3 separate regions of the Mus musculus genome follow, and regions 1 and 2 are each linked to region 3. The links are chromatin contacts, called in public HiChIP or PLAC-seq and promoter capture Hi-C maps. All regions are on one chromosome and are shown on one strand. Each heading gives the region's core, a stretch centred on a gene start, on an enhancer-like site or on the middle of the called end of the contact. The rest is flanking DNA. Distances are from core to core; before and after follow the strand shown.

Evidence for each region. Promoter capture Hi-C pulls out the DNA fragments that hold promoters and counts their contacts. HiChIP or PLAC-seq counts read pairs in DNA pulled down with a chosen protein or histone mark.
Region 1: a contact with region 3 is called in an H3K4me3 HiChIP or PLAC-seq map of embryonic forebrain, with 8 times the contacts expected there. The contact joins the promoter of Nap1l5 here to the promoter of Pyurf in region 3. A contact is called at or near these places in 5 of 39 promoter capture datasets (the 3T3-L1 cell line, 3T3-L1-derived adipocytes, the C10 cell line and 2 more) and 1 of 115 datasets of contacts at active chromatin or transcription factors (embryonic forebrain).
Region 2: a contact with region 3 is called in a promoter capture Hi-C map of the 3T3-L1 cell line, with 4 times the contacts expected there. The contact joins the promoter of 8430415O14Rik here to the promoter of Pyurf in region 3. A contact is called at or near these places in 5 of 39 promoter capture datasets (the 3T3-L1 cell line, hippocampal neurons and liver).

What each region holds. Positions count from the first base shown.
Region 1 is chr6:58,905,644-58,908,625 of GRCm38.p6, forward strand. It overlaps Nap1l5 (nucleosome assembly protein 1-like 5), which reads right to left and starts at 1,483. Exons shown (of 1, transcript NM_021432.2): 1 at 1-1,483. The coding sequence starts at 1,324. The coding sequence ends at 854. All of the region lies in intron 23 of Herc3 (hect domain and RLD 3), which reads left to right.
Region 2 is chr6:58,963,636-58,966,746 of GRCm38.p6, forward strand. 8430415O14Rik (a long non-coding RNA gene) reads left to right here and starts at 1,564. Exons shown (of 4, transcript XR_001785268.2): 1 at 1,564-2,019. It overlaps Fam13a (family with sequence similarity 13, member A), which reads right to left. Exons shown (of 18, transcript NM_153574.2): 8 at 1,426-1,573.
Region 3 is chr6:57,690,802-57,694,007 of GRCm38.p6, forward strand. Pyurf (Pigy upstream reading frame) reads right to left here and starts at 1,277. Exons shown (of 2, transcript NM_025574.3): 1 at 1,008-1,277. The coding sequence starts at 1,204.

The DNA.
Region 1 (2,982 bases), core at 233-2,732, 1.2 Mb after region 3:
CACAAAGGTCAAACTAGGCAACACTGGATACACATGCTTTACAGAATTGCTACATTCTACATCTCTTCAAGTAAATTATATTTCTAAAATGCTATAAGGTAATTTAACACTTTAAAACATTTGGGGTAATTTTTTACGATTTTGTAAACAAACACTACCAAGAAAACAGGTAACACGGGACCATAACAGATGAACACGTGTTGACAATATTATACATGGAATACACCCTCATTTTTGAAACCATGTTCTTTCTGTAAATGCAAATATTTAAAACATTTTTTCACAACTTGAAATGGCAGTTTTCCTAGCCACATAATCAGTAAATGCTGTCAGTCCAGGCTTGCTCCATGCCAAGGCTCCTCTGGAGTGTAAAGCTGATGTCTGGGTTTGCAAAAGCAAAAGTCTTAAAGATGACGTCGTTCCTGGGTTCCTTTTCCTCTGCGCTGGAAAATGTAAAGAAACTGAAGAATTAAGCATTGAGAAGAGTTCTGTCTTAGCTTGGATGTTCTGGTGTAGTGTGATGAATGGATTTCAACGTGTGACGCACTTTTAATTCCCATCTAACTGACAACCTTTCAACAGTCTCAAGTCCAGTTCTCACAGAAGAGCAGGGAGAAAAAAAAAAGTTTAATTAGGCTTTTTTTTTTTTCTAAAAAACGTCTTTTAGCATCTGTTTTACACAAATAAAAGTCAGATTAGAAACGGGCTAGCCAGAATCTACTTGATTCAATTTAATTTTAGGAATGTCAGAATAGATTCACATTTTATTTTGGGCAAATCCTGAGCCTTTTAAAGTCTGCCGACATTGGAAATAAAAGGGGCAGGGGATTTATCACCTGTCAGCTTGCTGTGCTCACTTCTTGGCGAAGTTGGGACCCCCAGTTGCGCCAGCTGCAGCCTCTTCTTCCTCCTCCTCCTCCTCGTCGTCCTCTTCCTCGTCATCTTCATCATCCTCTCCCTCCAGGGTCCACGCGCAGCCCTCCATCTCTCCGGTGAGCTCCTGGATCTTGGCGAGCAGGGGCTTGTAGATATCGTTGTACTTCTTCTCCAGAGCCTGGAATTCCTTGTCAAACTTGGCCTCGATCTTATCGCAGCGCTTCTGCAGCTTTTTGAGCGCCAGAACCCGGCATTTCACGGAATTGGGCAAGCTCTCCATAAAGTCTTTTTTGGGCTTGGGCGCGTTCTCCGCGGGGGCCTGGGGCTCCTCGGCCGCGGGAGCAGCGGCACTGTCACCGGTCGCGGCATCTTCGCCACCCTGGGCGCCTTCCATTACCTCGTCCTCGGCGCGGCTCTCAGCGGGTCCCTGCTTCTCGGGGTCGGCCATGGCTACTGCTCGGCTCAGCTGGGCTTGTTTGCCGCAGTGGTCTGGTGGTTGCGCAGTCTGCAATAGAGCTGGTCCAGAGAGGTCCTGCAGCTGTGATTGCGGCTGGTCCAGAGTGCGTCTGAAGATGCGGCAAACGCTGACGGCTGTGGTGACGTCCGCGCGGCCGCTTCGCGGCTCGCGGCAAGTGAATGGCTGCTCACTATCAGCTGATGGTTGTGCGCACACACTGCACCAAATTGTTGCTATGCTGCTATCTCCGAGGTCTCTAAAACCTGCCACTTAGACACCCAGCCCTCAGCATCCGCCCCCACCCCTGCAGAACTGGCTGGAACCAGCTCGAGGCTGAGACTGTATTTTTCCATACCTGTTTATACACCCCCCCCCCCCAATCTGTTTACTGTGTGCTCCCCCTCCCATCTTAGTTCTCCAAATCCGCAATGCACCTGACAATCTTTGTTGAAAGTGCGCCATAGCTAATGTTGGTAAGCCTTGGTTATGGGTACATTTCCAAGCCTGACTGCGTCTTAAATTCACTTTCAGAGAACAGAAATGCAGGAGAACCATTTTCCTTCACCTTTGCAGACCCACAGTGCGTGCCTGTATCTGCGCAGACCATCTTTGGCTCTTAGAGCACAGTTAGACATCTCTGTTAAACCTATATCCTCGTGGCAAATTGTTCCGGGAGGGACCTTGGCATTGATTCTGTAAGTGTTTGTGTGGCAAATTTCTGCGCTGTGAGCATTCTAGTAGGTTTCACACAATTGCCTCTGAAAAGAAATAAAGTGAGGGTGAACAGAAGAAATGCAAAGCCCTAGAAGTGTCCAACCGTGTGACATTGTGAAAAGATGCTGTCATGTATAGATGTGTAGGGCCCAATTCAGTTTTTGGGTGGAGGCACACTGCTTCCAGTTAGCAGATTAAACATGCCCATAAAGGCTGGGGAAAAGAGGTCATTTTAATACATCTTGAAATGCGTGTTTGATCCTACACTTCCTTAGGGACCCACAGATGCTTCTACAGTCATTTGTCACCAAACACTTCACAGTTAACCATCTGTTGTTTGAATCTGCTTGTAATTTGTATGTGAGAGCTTTGGAAAAGACCATAAACATCAAAGTCTTGTTTTCTAATAATGAAGTGATCTTTTATTTTTTTCCCCATATAAGCCAGAATTAGAGAGTTATTTGTTTTGTTTATCTATCTATTTATTTATTTATTTAGCTGGTCCAGTCTAGCTTTAAACTATGTGAACTCCAGGTCCTTCCTGCCTCCTTAGAGCTTCTAGAATAAAGAGCAGGGCACAACTTTTAAGTGGTTCCTAGAGGATACATTCATTACCTATTTAGATCTGTCTTTCTCTGTGGTGGGTCTTGCCAGAGTTTTATGCATATGAATTTCATAAGAAATTTCTCTCTTTTACTTCTTACGTGTATTAACTTAATTGTATGTAAACCATTTAGTGCTGACATGGAGTAAGCACTGAATATTTTTAAAGTAAAATTACTGTATTAAAAACAAATACTTTTGTCCCTCTGATGAAAGAAAGTGAAATATACAAAATACCTTTTTAACGTACTTCTGAGTCCTTTAGTTTGTTTTACTCCCCCCTCCTGCCTTGTTCTTTTTTTCATTACATTTTTGTCTTTATTTATCGATGG
Region 2 (3,111 bases), core at 314-2,813, 1.3 Mb after region 3:
TTTACATTTGTGATTAACCAAGAGAAATAATCAAACTGAGTCTATTTCAGGGGAGGAGCAAGGAAGAGACAGTAGCTCATTTGAATTCTGGATTCAGACTCTTCTTTTTATTTAAAAGCTATATAATAGCCCATACCACTGAACTCAAATACGGTATTTATTTATCTGGGCTTTTGCTTTTATTTGGGCAACAGTGATCTCTCTAAGACTCTTAAGGTTAGAGAAGCTAGATTGTTGCCAATTTATAGATTAAAAAGACATATGCTTATTTCAAAGTGGTCAAAAATAAATGTCAAACCAATAGATATCCTGAAATAGACTAGTTAAATTTCACATGAAGCAAGTCAACCATGCCCTCTTTTGTTCTCTGAATATTTTGAGTTGGAATGATCTGAGAAAATTTCAGATCTGCTGCCTAATTATATGAAAACAACCAAAACAGGTTTCTTAGATTATAGGGGGAAAACATGAAAATTAAGCGGTCTGTTCTCACAGAGCTCCCTAGGTCAGGACAATAAGTAGGATAGCCTTTCACCCTGTGGGCTCTTCCCATGGACTTTTGATGATTAGATGAGAACTGAGGAGTGGGCAAGGATTGGGACAGGGCATACCCACACAAGCAGGGCTGCTTTTCCTAGTTGTGACTCTGTTAAGTCATTATGGGCATTCGGCTGCCTTACTAAAGCCAGGAGCCCATTTCTCTCTATGGCCTTCAGGCACACACTAGAACAGTGACACAGATTTGAGTGTAGACAGAGGGATAGAGGAGGCAGCTTGAACCCTCCCTTGATATAGTTGAGAGAAAGCTCACTTCTTCAGATATCAGAGTAAATTTCTGATGTCTTCATCAGAAGGCTCTAGAAAAGAACAAGCTAAAACCATGTCAGAGGTCTTCAGCAAAGAACTGCTTTCAATCAATGTTCCCAATGATGTGTTAACCAGATTTTTAAAAAAATGTATACATTAAAAGATAGAAGAGAAGCAAAGAAGAATATCTTTCTTAAAAACTTGGAATGTATACTTCAGGAAGTGAATAATGTAGTGGAGTGTGGCTGGTGGGTAGCAGGGGCTAGCTAAGGCATGAGGGTAGTGGGTGAGATGGTGGGTGGCTGATTTTCTGGAGTGTACCACAATCAGGGCAGCACTCTTGGTGGCTTAAAAATATACTGCAAGGTGACACCAGGACAAAGAGCCTGCATATTTTCCTTTCTTGTATTGCAACTACCCTTGGCAACACTAAACAGCATGTTCCTATGCCTGGTAAGGGATTTTGTCTTTTTAAAAATTATTATTAATAGAAACCCAGTTTCTTCTGCATGCATGGCTCATACTCCGATCTGCACAGGCATGTGGTCACAAACCTTGTATATACTTATTCATATATGCTTTTGCAATGCAAAACCCAGATTGCAGATGATCACCTACCTTCCCAGGTCTTCTCATCGCACAATGCTGTCAGGTCCAACTGGGGCATATCTGGGACAAAGCTCTCCTGCTGATCTTCACCATCTTGATTCCTCTGCTGTTTGGTGTCAGATAGACTGGGATGCTCCTGAATCTTCATCGTGGGGTTCTGAAAAAAACAGCACAGTGTGCCCTAATAGCTACTGTTCACCAAAATGCAAAAACATTTGCATCAATCCACGCCTTCTAAATGCAACCTCCCAAGCCACAGCTGCTAACATTTCCACTGCAGAAATAAAAAACAGGGCTTGATGCCCCCTGGGCACTATCTGGCTACTCTCATGCAAATAGCCACTGTCCATCTGCCAGCCTTTAACTTTTCTTCTTGGAGGGGAGAGGCAAGATGATTTCCTTAGGCTGCTCCTCCAGATAACTCCAAGCAGCTGACAGGTCTTGAGTGATTACTGACTAAGACCGGAAAGAAGGAGAAGGAGTTTATGTTTCTTAAAGGAGCATGGCCCATCGGACGGTAAACAACAACAAAAAGCTGGCCACGGTTGCTAAGGCTGTGGCAGCAACATGGTGTGTCTGGCAAGCGGTGGCTTTGCCGCTTAGGTAAACATTCCTGCAAGGGAAAGGGAGAAGCTGGGGCCACCACAGTCTTCTGAGCCTTCAGGCTTAGATCGATTAAATGGGGCTGTTTTCTCTAGAGTGTGGGGAGAACAGACTATTTATGGAGGCGCTCTCTGGGTATTAAAACATTGTTGCGCAAATTCAAATGGCTGGGGTTTGGTGTTTCATCTCAGCTAGCTGTGAGAAACAGACCCTGAAAACAAGCCAGGGATACAGGGAGAATGATCTTCCCTCCGAGTAAAAGTAAGAGCTGGCAAGTTGGGGATGTGTAATTTTATCCTAAAAATACGCAGTTGTCATTGTTTTTCTATTTATTCAGTTAACCTTGAATACTAAAGCTGCATTTGGCTCTGCCATTGGTGGTACTCACACCTGGCTAGGAAATGATGGAAGGGAAAAACCTTCCCTAAAATGCAGATATTTAAGCTAAGTTCTTTTGTGTATGTGTGTGTGTTTAAAATGGCAGTTAAATGAATTCTTTTGCAACAAAATTGTCTTTGTAACTTGTTCTCTTGGCATATTGTAATTTAAGCTGTTATAGCTCTTCTAGCGTTCAGGAAATCATAAATGACTGTGCTTAAATATTTTTACTAGAAAATGTACTTTTCATGTAGCATAGATCTGTACAAAATATTTTCTCTGGGGGTAAATGAACATTTATTTTTAGTTATCCTATCATTAATTAGAAAAAAAAAAACCAACAAAAACATCTGGAAACCATAAGTGAATTCACTAATGTAGGAGATGTTATACTTAAAATAAAGAGCTATTTAAGCCTTCCATCTCCTTTTAGTAGCTGTCTGACCCACTTTGAGATCACCCAGGGAATTCCTGGTGCTTTTGTGCTATTCTGTTTCTCTTGAGTGAAGCATGAAGACTGGCAGTTCTTAACATGGTGAACAAAACAATACTTCAATACAGTCACAATGAGCAGTAACATTACAAGAAATACCAAGGTCTTATACTCTAGGGTAGTGGTTCTCAACCTTCCTGATGCTGCGACCCTTTAATACAGTTCCTCATGTTGTGGTGACCCCCAACCATAACATTATTTTGTTGCTACTTCATATCTGT
Region 3 (3,206 bases), core at 27-2,526:
AAGCCCAGCACTTGGGAGGCAGAGGCAGGCGGATTTCTGAGTTCGAGGCCAGCCTGGTCTACAAAGTGAGTTCCAGGACAGCAGGGCTACACAGAGAATCACTGTCTCGAAAAACAAAACAAAACAACAACAAAAAAATCAAAAAAAAAAAAAAAAAGCAAACAACAACAACAAAAACAAAACAAAAAAAGATTGAAGCCAGAAGTGGTAGTTAACTCCTGTAATCTCCTGCTCTCAGGAGACTGATGCAGGAAAAGTATCACAACTTTGAGGCTAGCCTGGGCTATAAAAAGAGTTCCAGGAAAGACCAAACCAAATAGAGAAACTTGTCTCCCCTTCCCCCATCAAAGAATGGAGAGGCTGGAAAGATCAGTATGTCAATAGTATTTGCCCTGAGTTTTGATCATGTCTGAATGTCTCTCTCCCTGTCTCTGTCTCTCTCTCCACACACACACACACACACACACACACTCAGGCAAGTGCACGTGCGACAAAAAAAAAGGGGGGGGGGAGAAAGGAAAGAATGAAGAAACGAGCCAAAGGAAGAAAAGAAAGAGAGAGAGAGAAAGAGAGAGAGAGAGAGAGAGAGAGAGAGAGAGAGAGAGAGAGAGAGAGAGAGAGAGAGAGGAAGGAAGGTAGGTAGATAGGTCGGTCCGGACGCTGGCCCTGATACTGTGTTTCAAAAGGTAGAGAGAGAGAGAGAGAGAGAGAGGAAGGAAGGTAGGTAGGTAGATAGGTCGGTCGGGACGCTGGCCCTGATACTGTGTTTCAAAAGGTTCTGGAGCCTAGCCAGTCTCAGAAACCAAGTCTTTCTTTAAAGCCTCCAGGAGAGATTGTAAAGAGCAGCCAATGGCGAGCCAGAGAAAAGCTCACGCGGGTCCTGGGCGGGGCTGACCCTAGCATAGGGGTCGGCCGGGCGGATGGCATCCAGGGAGTAAGCTTCTGATCCGCTGGCGGGCCCACAGGCCACCACCCTTCCTCGGGCCAAGGCGGCAGATGAGTCTCACCTAAGCGGCTTCTTGGAGAGCGGACACACCAGGAACTGCAGCAGCGCCGGGTGGAAGGTGTGGGGCTGCTCAGCCCTCTCGCTCTGGTCAGAGCAGAGCCTGGCCCCGGGCACTTGCAGAAACCTCCCGGCGACTGCAGACAGTGCGCGGAGCCTCCGCAGCGCCGGGGCGAGCCTGCGGCACGTGGCGCTCAGCATGGCGGCTCAGAAGATGGACGAAGCAGCGCTCGGAACTTCACTGCTCTCACACCAGAGCCGCGGAGGTCACCCTGGCCCGGCCCCGCCCCCGGCGCCCGGTCCCGCCCCCGGCCCCGCCCCCGGTGCGCTGCTGATTGCTTCGCCAGCACAGCTTGAGTCGGTGGTGTGGTTCCCAGGGCAGACCGACATTCCCCGGGTCAGTGGCTGCACCACCGCTTTTACAAAACTGTAAACTAAAGCAGTACTCATTCAGGTGTCCAACTTTTCAGTAGGGCTAATCACAAAGGTGCCAATTAGTCAGGGACCGGACTCCAGTCACACGGAGCTCGGCTTCAACTTAGTTTTATCTTCAAGGACTCTTCAACACAAGCATATTGTGTTAGAGGCAACAGCAGGTTTAATATTAATCATACAGTAAGTATCACAAGCAAAAATTTAAGAGCCTGAAGAAAATGGCTTTTTTCTCCTTTTCCGTAAGCTGTGAAGGCTTTTACAACTTGAGGGTTGTTAGTTGTGAATACTATGGTAAAGCACATCTAATGCATGCTTGGACCCCTTTGGGGGGCAGGAGGATCCTTTCACAGGGGTCACTGAAGACCACAGGAAAACACAGACGTTTACATATTTACAATTCATAAATATCAAAATTACAGTTATGAAGTAGCAATGAAGATAATATTATGGTTGGGAGTCATTACAGCATCCTGTATTAAAGGGTCACAGCATTAACAAAGTTTGCTTTGAGTCGCAGGCGGGAATGTCTGAAAGTCAAACAGAGGCAGCTGAGATTGAGTTAATGTGTAGGAAAGGCCTCTGGAGTGCTGGCACTTCTGAGGGGCTTTAGCTGTCTGCTGGGAACCCATATGGCTACTGAAATCTTGTCAATGTTCGTCCTTTGAGCTCTTGAAAAGTACACATGTTCTGCCTCAAAGCTTTGCCACTATATGTGACCTATGAGGGAAGGGACAAAAGGGCAGGAACAAGAAAGGCAGGAAGTCACTTAGCTGAACTTCTGGCAAAAGATAACTCTGACCTTACAGATGTCTCCTCTGCATACCTGCTTTCTCCAGCCCAGGCTCCTCCTGTCCCAAGATGTATGCAAAGCTCTCTGATATCCTTGCAAAAACACTGGTCTCTGGAGGTCACCCAGATGATGAGGGAGCGTGGAAGGAAATGGCAAGAATGCTAACATTAAGGCCATGAGTGGGACTCAGCAGAAGGCTTGCCTACCCTGCACTGTCCTAAGTTGTAAAACATCTTTTTAAAACAATAAAACAATTTAGAGCTAATGTCTCTACAGCTGTGAGCTGGGTGTAGGCTGAGAGCCAGTTGGACTAGTTTCTTACTGGGTGAAGCGGAAATGGATCTTCCAGGTCCCTGTGTTTCCTAACTTGTCAATTAAAACAAAAACAAAAAACAAACAAAAACAATTTCTGAGCAGCCCCCAGAAGCAATGAAGGTTAGGCTATTTTAGTTGTGAGTTATAGCATAAATCACTCACTTCTGAGCGTTAAACATGCATTAAGCACTCTGAAGTTAGACTGCTGTAGTTAGAGCACCTGGGATGACTCTCCTTTCTTCATGTTCTCACTTCCCAGGGCTAAGCAGTGATGTGGTGTGGGGGTTGGTGTGGGGTGGTATCTAGTTCCACTCCCTAAATAATTTCATCTCTGTTCCTGATGCCACCTTTCCATCTCAAACTCTCTCCTTTGCCTTCCCAGTCTTTACTACGGCCAAGGGAAGTTGGAGGACACTGTTACGATAGTGGCCAAGAGTGTCTTGCAGTTGTCCATGGGCTGCACTGTGGATTTTCTATCCTGATGATCCCTACCACTAGGGATCTTGAATTCCTGCCTTGTCTACTCCCTATTTTACTTTGGTCAGTGTTCATATGAACATGTGCATATGGTGGGTGGTGGTGTCTGTGTGTGTGGAGTCCAGAAGAGATCATTAGATTACATGGAACTGTAGTTATAGGCCCTGTGAATCGATATGGGTGCTA